2 separate regions of the Callithrix jacchus genome follow, and region 1 is linked to region 2. Evidence: chromatin contacts called from public Hi-C data. All regions are on one chromosome and are shown on one strand. Each heading gives the region's core, a stretch centred on a gene start, on an enhancer-like site or on the middle of the called end of the contact. The rest is flanking DNA. Distances are from core to core; before and after follow the strand shown.

Region 1 (7,203 bases), core at 2,281-4,780, 180 kb before region 2:
AACATGTAAATCTTGCCGGGCACGGTGGCTCACGCCTGTAATCCCAGCACTTTGGGAGGCCGAGGCGGGTGGATCATGAGGGCAAGAGATCGAGACCATCCTGGTCAACATGATGAAACCCCGTCTCTACTAAAAATACAAAAAATTAGCTGGGCATGGTGGCGCGTGCCTGTAATCCCACCTACTCAGGAGGCTGAGGCAGGAGAATTGCCTGAACCCAGGAGGCGGTGGTTGTGGTGAGCCGAGATCACGCCATTGCACTCCAGCCTGGGTAACAAGAGCAAAACTCGGTCTCAAAAAAAAAAGAAACATGTAAATCTTCTGCAGCAGGAACTATTTCTAATCTCTACCATTTAATCATTAAATAACAGGAAATCTGGTTCCCATATACTAAGTGAAAAGAAAAAGTTTAAAATGGACTACAATCATGCTACTGAACCTGACTCTCATTACAAAACCACAAGTTATACAGGGCATCTAAAGAAGTCACTATGACAATGTAATAAAGTCATTATTTTCAACACTTATTGAAATTACCACACCTTAACTCTACCCTAGAAGTGGCATCACACTCATCTCTCAGTTGCATTTCAGTAGCCTTAAATTACAAGTAGATCATATCACTCTACATTTCAAAAATTCAATGGGAAACTCAATGGAACCTTCTGTTTTTCGTGGATTGTAACCTCCTGAAGGGATCCCACCAAGCCAGCAGCACCATCAGAAGACCATAATTCAGAGGCTGGCTGCAGCTGGCGAAGTTGAAGGTTCAAAGCATTAGGGTGGTGCTTGCAGTGGTCTCGACCAAAAGGAACAAATTCCTGCAAATCCCTGGCTGCAATCATCGTTGTCCTTTCTTCATAGAAGTTCGACATGGGTTCCAAATATCAACATTATTTCTGTATGAATTCAAACACATTCTGGTCAGCTTCAAAACTCAAAACTAGAATAAAAATACCACAAACACATAAGTCATTAATTCTTACATGAATGTCAAATAATTACATCATGTTGGTAAGTAGTCATAACATCAAAGGGCATTCGAGATCTGATTCTTTCAGGCAAACGCAGTTATCACATTTTAGTCACAGACTGACAGTTACCATTACAGGAAACCACTGAGTTGCAACAACGAGTTGTGTCCCACACCACCTAGCTCATGTTTCCTACCACTATACACCAATTTTTCCATACTTTATATATGAAGTATTTAGACAAGTTGTACTCTACAGTACAGTTTATTACTACAAAAATGTGAACTGTTAAAGCCTTCACCACAGGTTAGGAAGCAGCCAGGCTTTATACAAAATACAGATAAGCATAATTTGGTTGCCCTTTAACCCACTTTCCTGTACCTGCTTATATACCATATTTCTATACATAGGATTTTTAATGTTAGGAGCCTAAGACTTTTCTTTCGAAATGATGCAGGCTAAAGACCCCATCAAGGAACCACATCAGCATGAGAATGTGGTTTGTCTCTCCATCCTAGGACTTCATCCTTCATTCTCCGATCAGTCAATACCTTAGCCCACTAACCTCCAAACTCTTTGAAACCTCTAGACCCTAACTCTCTGGGGAGACAGACTTGAAGTTTCCTCAGTCTCCTAGTTTGGTGGCTCTGCAAGTAAAACACTTCATCTGCTGCAAACCCCGCTGTTTCCATATATTGACTTGCTGCTCATAAGGCAAGAGACCTAAATGGCCACACAAACACCCAAGGCCTACGTAGTTCCTATGCAGCCCCTCTAAGGTGACAAAGTTATTTTGCTGTCAATTAAATGTTACTCTTGGCCAGGCGCGGTGGCTCAAGCCTGTAATCCCAGCACTTTGGGAGGCCGAGAAGGATGGATCACGAGGTCAACAGATCGAGACCAACCTGGTCAACATGGTGAAACCCCGTCTCTACTAAAAATACAAAAAATTAGCTGGGCATGGTGGTGCGTGCCTGTAGTCCCAGCTACTCAGGAGGCTGAGGCAGGAGAATTGCCTGAACCCAGGAGGCGGAGGTTGTGGTGAGCCGAGATCGCACCATTGCACTCCAGCCTGGGTAACAAGAGCAAAACTCCGTCTCAAAAAAAAAAAAAAGTTACTCTTAGCCGACCGCGGTGGCTCACACCTGTGATCCCAGCACTCTGGGAGGCAGAGGCAGGCAGATCACTTGAGGTCAGGAGTTCGAGAGGAGCCTGGCTACCGTGGAGAAACCCATCTCTAGTAAAAGTACCGAAAAAAAATAGCTGGGTGTGGCCGTGGGCGCCTGTAATCCCAGCTACTGGGGAGGCTGTAGCACGATAATCGCTTTGGGACGTAGAGGTTGCAGTATTGAAAAGACTTGAACTTGGAACACAACTAAAAAGTGCCTTATAAAACTTACAAGAAAACAAAATTCAGCTGGTCTTCCTATATTTTATTCAACAAGATAACCAACATCAATGAACTTTTGATTTTATGAAACTTTAGTTCTGCAATTTTATAATGTTATTTTGTTTTTTTGTTGTTGTTTTTGGTTATGTTGTTTTTTAAAGACGGGGTTTCACCATGTTGGTCAGGCTTGTCTTGAACTCCCAACCTCAGGTGATCCGCCCACCTTGGCCTCCAAAGTGCTTGGATTACAGGCGTGAGCCACCAAGCCCGGCCTATAATGTTATTTTCTTATAACTTTGACAGAAAACTATAGACTTATTTAAAAATTATCATTTTGTACTGATTAAGGCCACATATTTAATACTTTCACAATAACCTAAACTTTTAGGAATATTTTTACTTGTTAGGGGCAACATAAACAGCTACACATAAAAATACTATTAATTCATATGCTATAAATAAAAATATCAGCAATGATTCCTACAGAAAAACACTACCCTGCCAAAAAAACGGTGGGGGGGACCCAAATGCACACCAACCGGAGCCTGAGTTAAGTCTCCACAATAAGGAAGAACTTCCCCCAGCCATTCTAGGGAACGGTGAAAACAGGCTACAAGCCGGGGCTCAGAAAACCAGCTCAGAGAGACTGGAGGCCAATTTAGAAGCCGAGGCTGAACACTGCATGCAGCGCACAGCTCAGGTAAGAGGTTAGCAAGCAGTGAGTAGAAGGAGCACCCCAGCCCGCAGGCCGAGCCCCCTCGGCCGAGGGGCACACTCAGAGCCCTCCCCAGGTTCCAAGTCCCCCAGGCTCCCAGCCCTAAGGCCATCAGGGGCGGATCGGCCTCGGGCCAGGTGCTAGAGTCACGCGGCATGCGACAGACCACCCAAGTACAGCGGATCCGGGGCCGCACCTGTGTAACTCGGGACGCGTCAGGCGCGGCGAGACCCGGCTGCTCCCCGGAGGTGCAAGGGCCGAGGAGGCCCGAGGGCAGCGGCGGGGTCCGTCACAGTGACTCCTCGACCGTGGCAGCTTCTCATCCCCTCTCCTTCCCGTTTTCTGGAGGAGAAATGGGCAACAGCAGCGGGTACGAGTCCTAATGGCAGGCAGGCGTGCGAGACGTTCAAATGCACGCGTCCATCTTGACTTTCCCGTCCGGCCTCGCTCCAGGGCGGGGCATCGCTGTAGGCGCGCGGTGGCCTAGCAGTCCCGGCGCCTGCGCAGTTGCGGGAAGACTGCGGCCGGGCAGAACTTGTGGGCTCTTTCCACCTGGCGTGTGACTGATCCGATCCCCAAAGCAGGATTGTGTCTGCCAGAGTCCATAGAGTGAAAGGATTCTCCTGCCGTCCAATTTCTCTTCAGGCCATGTCACTAGGGACCTAAACTGCCTCCTTGATCTCAGGTTTTTTTCTGCCTGGTTTCGCTTCTTCCTCTTGACCCCACGTGAAGGTAGGCACATCTAGGCAGAGGGTGGGGAGCAGGGGTTGCTGATTTTCTCTACGTGCCGGTGCTCTATGCCCTTATGCAGTCCATACAATTCGAAGAGTCGATAAACCGTATGAAGGTCCTCATAGAAACGTTGTTTGCAATTCCCAGATTCAGAGACACTTCTTGAGGCGATTCAAAGACCCAGGTTAAGAACCCCAGCGGCCACTCGCGCCTGTTATCCCAGCACTTTGGGAGGTGAAGCAGGAGGATCGCTGGAGCCTAAGAGTTTGAAACCAGCCTCGGCAATATAGCGAGACCCTGTCTCCACAAAAGAAAAATGTTTAAATTAGCCTGGCATGGTGGCATGCACCTGTAGTCCCAGCTGCCTGGGAGGCTGGAGAATCACTTGAGCCGGAAGTTCGAGGCTGCAGTGAGCTATGATCGCACCACTGAACTCTAGCCTGGGAAACAGAGCAAGACTTTGTCAAAAAAAAAAGAGTGGGTTATAGGAGAAAGGATAGAAACAAAGATTCGTGAAACAGTTAAAGTTAAGAAATAAAGGCCGGGCATGGTGATTCACAAATGTAATCCCAGCGCTTTAGGAAGCTGAGGCAAGAGGATCACGAAGTCAGTAATTCTAGACCAGCCTGGCCAACATTGTGAAACACCGTCTGTACTAAAAATACAAAAGGTTAGCCTGGCGTGGTGGCACGTGCCTGTAATCCCAACTACTCGGGAGGCTGAGGCAGGAGAATCGCTTGAATCCAGGCAGCAGAGCTTGTAGAGAGCCGAGACCGCGCCACAGCACTACAGCCTGGGCAACAGAGCGAGACTCTCTGAAAAACAAAAAAAAAGAAAGAAAAAGAAAATAAAGAAATACAAATATACCGAATTGATACTTTAAACTTTTTTAAAGAAAAAACACGGAGCCGCGGTGGCTCTGGCCAGTTGTACTGGCGTTTGAGGAGGCAAGGCTATAAATTCAAGGCCAACCTGAGCAACATACCAAGTTCTCATTGATTAACAAAAAAAAAAAAAAAATTTCGGCCGGGCACGGTGGCTCAAGCCTATAATCCCAGCACTTTGGGAGGCCGAGGCAAGTGGATCAAGAGGTTAAGAGATCAAGACCATCCTGGTCAACAAGGTGAAACCCCATCTCTACTAAAAATACAAAAATTAGCTGGGCATGGTGGCGCGTGACTGTAAGCCCAGTTACTCGGGAGGCTGAGGCAGGAGAACTGCTTGAACCCAGGAGGCGGAGGTTGGGGTGAGCCGAGATCACGCCATTGCACTCCAGCCTGGGTAACAAGAGCTAAACTCTGTCTCAAAAAAAAAAAGAAAAAAATTACAGATAGTTCGAAATTTTTCTGTATGCCCTATACCCAGTTTCTGCATCCAGTTTCCCTACTATCAATATTTTACATTAGTATAGTACATTTGTTAGACATAATGAACAAATATCAACACATTATTAGTAATTAAAATCCATACTTTATTTTTTTTGTTGTTTTGTTTTGTTTTGTTTTGTTTTGTTTGAGACGGAGTTTCGCTCTTGTTATCCAGGCTGGAGTGCAATGGCGCGATCTCAGCTCACCGCAACCTCCGCCTCCCGGGTTCAGGCAATTCTCCTGCCTCAGCCTCCCGAGTAGCTGGGACCACAGGCACGAGCCACCATGCCCAGCTAATTTTTTTTGTATATTTAGTAGAGACGGGGTTTCACCATGTTGACCAGGATGGTCTTGATCCCTTGACCTCGTGATCCACCCGCTGCGGCCTCTCAAGTGCTGGGATTACAGGCTTGAGCCACCGCGCCCGGCCTATTCAGATTTTTTTTTTTAAGAAATACAATCTTGCTGTGTTGCCTAGGCTAGAGTGCATTGGCACAAACACAGCTCACTGCAGCTTTAAACTCCTGTGTTCAAGCAGTCCTCCTGTTTCGGCCTCCCAAGTAGATGGGATTCCAGGCATAAGCCACTGCAACCACCACATTTCATAAGTTTGTAGAATCTCCCTTAATTGGAATTTGTCTGATGTTTCTTTCTTTTTTTCTTTTTTTTTTTGAGACGGAGTTTAGCTCTTGTTACCCAGGCTGGAGTGCAATGGCGCGATCTCAGCTCACCACAACCCCCGCCTCCTGGGTTCAGGCAATTCTCCTGCCTCAGCCTCCTGAGTAGCTGGGATTACAGGCACGCACCACCATGCCCAGCTAATTTTTTTTATTTTTTAGTAGAGACGGGGTTTCACCATGTTAACCAGGATGGTCTCGGTCTCTTGACCTTGTGATCCACCCGTCTCGGCCTCCCAAAAGTGCTCGGATTACAGGCGTGAGCTACCACGCCCGGCTGATGTTTCTTCATGATTAGCCTGGGAATATGGATTTGGGAGAGGAAGATCATAAAGTGTCATTTTCATCACATCATATCAAAGGTACTTATCAACAGCATAACTTATCACTGTTGATGTCAACCTTGATCACCTAACTGAGAGAGTAGTTTGTCAGATTTCTCTACTATGATGTTGCATTTCCCTACTTTCCATACTCTACTCTTTGGAAGGAAGACAATATGTGCAGCCCTCAGTTATAGAGTGAGGCCAATTGATTTTTTTGTTGTTGTTTTACAAACTTGCAAAAGCAAATGAAGGAGGACAGCATCTTTTCAACAATTAGTGTTGCAATAATTGGATATTCATATGGAAAGAATCTATCTTGATTCATACTACGTAACATATACAAAAATTTTAAAGTGCATCAAAGACCAAAATATAAGAGTAAAGCTGGCTGGGCATGGTGGCTCAAGCCTGTAATCCCAGCACTTTGGGAGGCCGAGGCGGGTGGATCATGAGGTCAAGAGATCGAGACCATCCTGGTCAACATGGTGAAACCCCGTCCCTACTAAAAATACAAAATATTAGCTAGGCATGGTGGTGCGTGCCTGTAGTCCCAGCTACTCAGGAGGTTGAGGGAGGAGAATTGCCTGAACCTAGGAGGCAGAGGTTGCAGTGAGCCGAGATCACACCATTACACTCCAGCCTGGGTAATAAGAGTGAAACTCTGCCTCCAGAAAAAAAAAAAAAGACAACCCAATTTAAAAATGGGCAGAGGATTTGAATAGACATTTTTCTAAAAATACACAAGTGGCTGCTAGGCGTGGTGGCTCACGCCTGTAATCCCAGCACATTGGGAGGCCGAGGTGGGTGGATCATGAGGTCAAGAGATCAAGACCATCCTAGTCAACATGGTGAAACCCTGTCTCTACTTAAAATACAAAAAATTAGCTGGGCACGGTGGTGCGTGCCTGTAATCCCAGCTACTCGGGAGGCTGAGGTAGGAGAAATTGCCTGAACCCAGGAGGCGGAGGTTGCGGTGAGCCAAGATCGCGCCATTGCACTCCAGCCTGGGTAACAAGTAACAA
Region 2 (6,750 bases), core at 532-3,031:
ATAAGACAGATCCAAGCCCTGACCCCTCTGAGCTTTAAGCAGTCAGGTAACTATTTGTTCTGAAAAGTATTAACTGTTCTATCAACATTAAACTTCACCACACAATGCCTTGTGTTCAGTTGGCCTTGGCCTCAAAGCACTTTGCCGGCACATTCCCTGAATTTATGTTTATTTATTTAGAGACGGAGTCTTGCTCTGTCGCTCATCCTGGAGTGCAGTGGCGCGATCTCGGCTCACTGAAACTTCCGCCTCCCAGGTTCAACTGATTCTCCTGCCTCAGCCTCCCAAGTAGCTGAGATTACAGTCATCCGCCACTACTACCGACTAATTTTTTTATATTTTTAGTAGAGACGGGGTTTCACCATCTTGACCAGGCTAGTCTCGAACTCCTGACCTCGTGATCCACCAACCTCGGCCTCCCAAAGTGCTGGAATTACAGGCGTGAGCCACAGCACCCAGCCTCCCTGACTTTAAATAACTGCCCCGCCTCCCCACTCAGGCCACGCCTCCACATTTAGGATTCTCTCCACCCAGTCCCGTCTCCATACTAGGGCTTGCCTCAAGCCCTGCTTCCTCTCCCAGCCTCGCCTCCTCACTACGGCCTAACCCCAAACGCTTCTTTCTGACCGGCCCGGTCTCCACACTACTGCCTGGTCCTCAACTCCACATCCCCTCTCCGACCCCCAACTCCCTGACCAGCCCCGCCTTTACGCTCAGACTCCGCCTCCCCGTCCGCTCTCGCCTCCATACTCCGGCCCTGTCCCAAGCCACGCCCCCACATGGCCACGCCTTCACGCTTGGCCTGGCCCCCAGCTCCTCCTTCCTACTGTGTCCTATCTCCGCACTCCGGCCTGGTCCCAAACCCCGCCCCGCCTCCACACCCCCGAGCTCCGCCTACAGGCCCCACTCAGTCTCCCCACTCTACCTGGTTCCGACCCGGCCTCCCGCCCCGCCTCCACATCCAGAGCCCCACCTCCAACCCCGCCCTGTCCCCCCCGCCTCCATTCCGCCTGGTTTCGATCCCGCCTCCCACACCGCCCCGCCTCCGCACTCCCGAGCCCGCCTCCAACCCCGCCCCGACTCCACACCCAGCCTTGTCCCGAGCACCGCCTCCCGCCCCGCCCTGCTTTTCACGCTCTCGAGCCCCTGCCTCCCGCCTTCACTCTCCGGAGACCTTCCTACATCCCCGCCCTGTCTCCTCACTCCGCATGGTCCCGAGCTCTGCATCCCTCCCCCGCCCTGCCCCGCCTTCACACTCCTGAGTTCCGCCTGGTCTCCACACTCGGGCGGCACCTCCCTACCCAGTCCCACCTCCGCACTCCGGCTGCCAGCCTTCCCTTCCACGCTCCGGCTCCGCCTCTTATCTCCACGCTCAAGCCCCTTTAGCCCCGCCTCCACGTCTCGGTCCCAACTCCACATCCTGGTTCCCATCTCTACCTTCCACGCATCCTCGAGCTGCAGGCTTGGCCCGGCCCTGAGCCCTGAGCCCTGAGCCCTGCCTCCCGGCCGTGGGCCCGCTTCCCAGGCCTGCACCGCGCCTCTCTGCCCAGGCCCAGACCCGAGCCCAGGCCCAAGCCCAAGCCCAAGCCCAAGCCCAAGCCCCAGCCCCAGCCCCAGCCCCAGCCCCAGCCCCAGCCCCAGCCCCAGTCCCAGTCCCAGTCCCAGTCCCAGTCCCAGGCCCTCCTCTACACCCGAGTCCGAGCCCGGCGTCCCAGATCCGGACCCGCCTGCCTGGGGCGGAGCTGCACCAGGTGCGGGCTCGGGGCGTGGCAGGCTTCTCAGAGCACCAGGTGCGGCTTCTGGGTCAAGATGGCCGCCTTCGGCAGGGCCGGGGCCGGGCTCCTGCCGTACCGTCGCTGCTACCTTCCACCCCGGGACCCGCTGCTGCGCGTCGCCCTCTGCCTCCTGTGCTGGGCCCCGGCGGTTGTGCGCGCCGTTCCCGAGCTCGGGGTCTGGTTAGAGACAGTCAACGACGTAAGTGGAGTGTCGGGACCGAGGTGTGGCGCGTCTTGGGCCCTCAGGGCCCTCACGGGGCTTCACTTGACCCCGGGCTTGTTCACCTGGCCTCAGCCGGGCCTGCTCCGGGTCCCCTAATACCATCCCCGAGCCTTTCGTCTGTTACGAGCGGGGAGCGGAGAGCAGCCCCTCCGGCCGGACATAGGCTGCGGGGAAGAGCAGTCAGGATTGCACATGGGACGGCTCTCCCGTTTCAGAGCTCGGACTGTTTCTGAGGGTCACCATTCCCGACGCCCAGGCCCTCATTCTGCTCTGACATGTTTTGGCTGGATCAGGTCCTTGTTTATTCAGACCTAAGCCCAGAATCTCTTGGCACATCTAGCAGCGTCTTTGGGATTCTACTCGTCCTGTCCGGACGCAGCCACAGTGGGCTACATCCCTGAGGCCGCAGGGAGGACTTCCGCGCTTCAGTTTCGGCATCACTTGGAAAGCGAGTCTGCCGCTTCCTTCTTTAAAAAAAAAAAAAAGAAAGAAAATTAAAATGAGGGGGAAACGTGCGGTAGTCACCCTACCTCTATTTCTCTTTTCCTGAGTTCCTGAATTTCTCTACAGCTCCTATCACAGTTCCGGGAGTTTATGAGTAAGAATGTGGGTGTGTATGTGTATGTGTATGTGTGTAGGTGGGGCAAAACTTGTGATTAGGGAGTGCTTGAAAGGTGAATCTGGAGGCATGAGTAGGTGGAAACTCTTCTTTCCAAGGAAGGCTATTAGAAAACTTGGCATCCAGTAATTAATTAGAGGAGATGATGTGGGAGGGATGCAGGAGCAGAATTATGGAAAGTCTTGCAAAAGAGACAGAAAGTCTGTAAGAGGCATTATCTCCTGCTTCTCTAGGGTCAGCTGACTCATCCAGCAATGTTTGGGATGGGTATTTTCCATGGACATATGCAATAATATCCAAGTTCTAAAGATGAGACTTATATTTTGGTTCCCTTAACCAGAAAAAGAAAGTAGTTCCAAAGACTACAAATTCTTCCCACAACACAAAAGCTACTCATAGGAACACGCTGAGTATCTTTCTGGATCTTTAAGACTTAGTGCAGCCATTTCCTCCAGGAGTCTTCCAGGTTGGTGACTTGTTTTGTGCACCAGATATATAGTCTGCACATTTCCGTTATTTAGTTTCTCTGAACGGGGAAAAAGCAAAACTCGGTGAACTACTCTCATGGTTTCCTGCTGCTACTATAGTGAATAGTCAGTGTAGCTTTATTGGAAGTGAATCAGCTGCATTCATATTGTTAGATTATTTGAACATATCTGTAAAGATCTTTGCCAAGTGTACTTCTTCCTGCATGAGGAAGAGAAGTTCGCTCCTTGAGTGCTGTGTGACCTTTAGTCTAATTTTACTCTTATGTGACCCTGGGCCACTAGAAGTCTAAAAGCCCTTCTCTCCCAAGAGTGGACTTACTGTTTTCCTCATTTCAAGTTGTCAGAAACAGAAAAGGAGAGTGGTGGGGCTTTCTCTCATTTGTATAATTCATCTAAACATGAATTACAGGATCAGATCTGGAAGTAGAGGTACCAGTTAAGCTACTGCAGAAATTAGGCAGGAAATGCAGAGGGCTTAAATTAGGGCCATGGTGACAGGGATGGAGAGGAAGAACTAAGTTTGATGAATGTTTGTGAGATAAAGTAGGCATGCCTGGGGATTGGGCTATGGAAGTGGGGAACTGGAAGGAGCCATGGCTTGGGTACTGTAAATGGTACCACCTCCAACCAAGGTGGACAGTGTAGGAAAAGTTGGTGAGCAGAGAGGACTGTGTCTGGTTTAAGACAGATGTGTCCTTTGGGAGGCCGAGGTGGGTGAATCACAAGGTCAGTAGTTCGAGTCCAGCCTGACCAAGATGGCGAAACCCCGTCTCTACTAAAAATACAAAATTTAGCCAGGCACTTTGGCAGGCTCCTGTAATCCCAGCTACTTGGGAGGCTGAGGCAAGAGAATCACTTGAGCCCAGGCAGCAGAGGATGCTGTAAGCCAAGATCATGCCACTGTACTCCAGCTTGGGTGACAGAGTGAGACTCTATCTGAAAAAAAAAAAAACACACACACACACAAAAGAAAAACCAAACAGGTGTGTCTGTTGGACAACCCCCAGCGAACATGTCCTTTAGGCAGTTGGGTATGTGGATCTGGAGCTCAAAGGAGGGATCCAAATTGGGAATTTTATTGTTATTATTGTTGAAACTGTGTTGGGGAGGGGGAAGAGGGTAGACCACTTGTCCTATCAGTAGTTTTTTGTTTTTTTAATTTCTTTCTTTTTTTTTTTTTTTTTGAGATGGAGTCTAGCTCTGTTGCCCAGGCTGGAGTGTGGTGGCACGATCTTGGCTCACTGCAACCTCTGCCTCCCGGCTTCAAGCCATTCTCCTGCCTCAGCCTCCCAAAAAGGTGGAATTACAGACATCCGACACTATGCCCAGCTAACTTTTGTATTTTTAGTAGACACGGGGTTTCACTGTGTTGGCCAGGCTGGTGTTGACCTCCTAACCTCGTGATCCACCCACCTCAGCCTCCCAAAGTGCTGGGATTACAAGCGTAAGCCACTGTGCCTGGCCTTTTTTTTAAAAGTTCTAATCACTTATACATTTAACACAGTTTCTAACTGTAGGACTTTTATTCTTGAGGAGAGAAGACAGTAAATAACTAATCAATTATTTGATTTTAATTGTGGAAAGGTTATGAAGAAGAAAGGGGGCTAGGGATTATATAAGGGAGGGCCTGGCCTGATATGAGCCACAGTGGAAGAATTCCTGCAGAACGGACTTTTGAGCTGGGCTTTGAAGGGTAAGAAGGAGCCAACTAGATGAACAGAGTGAAAGGAAGGATTTTTAAGTAAAATTTTTAGGGTGACCACTAATCCTGAGGGCAGCAAAGAATATCATGCTTTTCAGGAACTGGAAAGTTGCTGGAGAGTTGGGCAGGCCTTGATTATTCAGGGTTCTATAGGCTACAAAAAGAATTTTGGTCTACTGTAATTGCATTGGTAAACCATAACAACTTGAAGCTGGGAGAGGGGGACAGTTCTTTATCAAACGTATGTTCAAATTGACACCAAGAGAGCAGCATGCAAATGCAGATAGTTCATGTCATGTCTGAACAGCACTAATACTGAAATGGGAGCATCTTTTACCTCTTTTTTTTTTTTTGAAACAGAGTTTCGCTGTTGTTACCCAGGCTGGAGTGCAATGGTGCTATCTCGGCATCTTTTACTTCTTATATGTCACTGGCCCTTGCTGAGTCTGCTAGAGGCAGGAGCCCTCCTGATCCTCATGGTAACTGCAGGAAGTAGAATCATGACAAGGTTTTTTGTTTTGTTTTGTTGTTTTGTTTTTGAGACAGAGTCTCGCTCTGTTGCCCAGGCTGGAGGGCAGTGGTGCAATCAGGGCTCACTGCAGGCTCTGCCTCCCAGGTTCAAGCAATTCTCCTTCCTCAGCCTTTCAGGTAGCTGGAACTACAGGCACACGCCACCATGCCTGGCTAATTTTTTATATTTTTAGTGGAGATGGGGTTTCACCATGTTGGCCAGGATGGTCTTGATCTCCTGACCTCATGATCTGCCTACCTTGGCCTCCCAACGTGCTGGGATTACAGGTGTGAGCCACTGCGCCTATCCATGACAAGGTTTTAAGCAAGTGAGTGATTTGATCAGATTTACATTTAAAAAAATACTCTGCTCAGAGAGAGGAGTGCAAGGATTAGGACTCTGTATGTTGTGGGGTACAACTACTCTTAAGCAGTTACGAAATAAACTTTTTAACAAACTCTTCGTATGTTTTTTTTCATTTTAGAAATCAGGACCTTTGATATTTAGGAAAACTATGTTTAGCTCTACAGATATCAAGTTTTCTGGTAAGTATAATAAGATAATAAGATACATATATATATAAATAAACGCATTAATGTAAATGAATATAACATGTAATAAACTAAGCAAATGTTTTGTTTTTAAGTGGTTCTGACATTTTAAGGTTTTGTTTTGTTTCAGTCAGGACTTGGTTATTTACAAGAGTGAATTTTTCTTTTCTTTTTTTGAGATGGAGTCTCTGTCACCAAGTACAGTGGCACACTGCAACCTCCGACTTCTGAGTTCAAGCGATTTTCCCATCTCAGCCTCCTAAGTAGCTGGGATAACAGGTGCCTACCACCATGCCCGGCTAATTACTGTATTTTTAGTAGAGACGGGGTTTTACCATGTTGACCAGGCTGACAGTGAACTCCTGACCCCAGGTGATCCACCCACCTCAGCCTCCCAAAGTGTTGGGATTACAGGCATGAGCCACTGCACCCGACCCACAAGAATGGATTTTTCTGAACCTCTTTTAGAAAATATAATATGAATCATTTTATAAAAATTATAATTAATGTCTAATAGACAAGCAAAAAGTATTTGGTTTTTATGAAATTTGACTTTGAGTCTCAGATTTTTTTTTTTTTTTTTGAGACGAAGTTTCGCTCTTGTTACCCAGGCTAGAGTGCAATGGCGCAAACTCGGCTCATCGCAACCTCTGCTTCCTGGGTTCAGGCAATTCTCCTGCCTCAGCCTCCTGAGTAGCTGGGATTACAGGCACGCGCCACCATGCCCAGCTAATTTTTTGTATTTTTAGTAGAGACGGGGTTTCACCATGTTGATCAGGATGGTCTCAATCTCTTGAACTCGTAATCCACCTGCCTCGGCCTCCCAAAGTGCTGGAATTACAGGCGTGAGCCACCGTGCCCGACCCAAGTCTCAGATTTTT

The links. A called contact is a pair of places that touch in the nucleus more often than the background predicts.
Region 1: a contact with region 2 is called in a Hi-C map of skeletal muscle, with 4 times the contacts expected there. The contact joins the promoter of ANAPC1 here to the promoter of TMEM87B in region 2. A contact is called at or near these places in 2 of 3 Hi-C or Micro-C datasets (both in skeletal muscle).

What each region holds. Positions count from the first base shown.
Region 1 is chr14:22,693,826-22,701,028 of calJac240_pri, reverse strand. It overlaps ANAPC1 (anaphase promoting complex subunit 1), which reads right to left and starts at 3,530. Exons shown (of 45, transcript XM_078348934.1): 1 at 3,276-3,530; 2 at 663-899. The coding sequence starts at 875.
Region 2 is chr14:22,509,770-22,516,519 of calJac240_pri, reverse strand. It overlaps TMEM87B (transmembrane protein 87B), which reads left to right and starts at 1,781. Exons shown (of 19, transcript XM_054244733.2): 1 at 1,781-1,974; 2 at 5,803-5,863. The coding sequence starts at 1,810.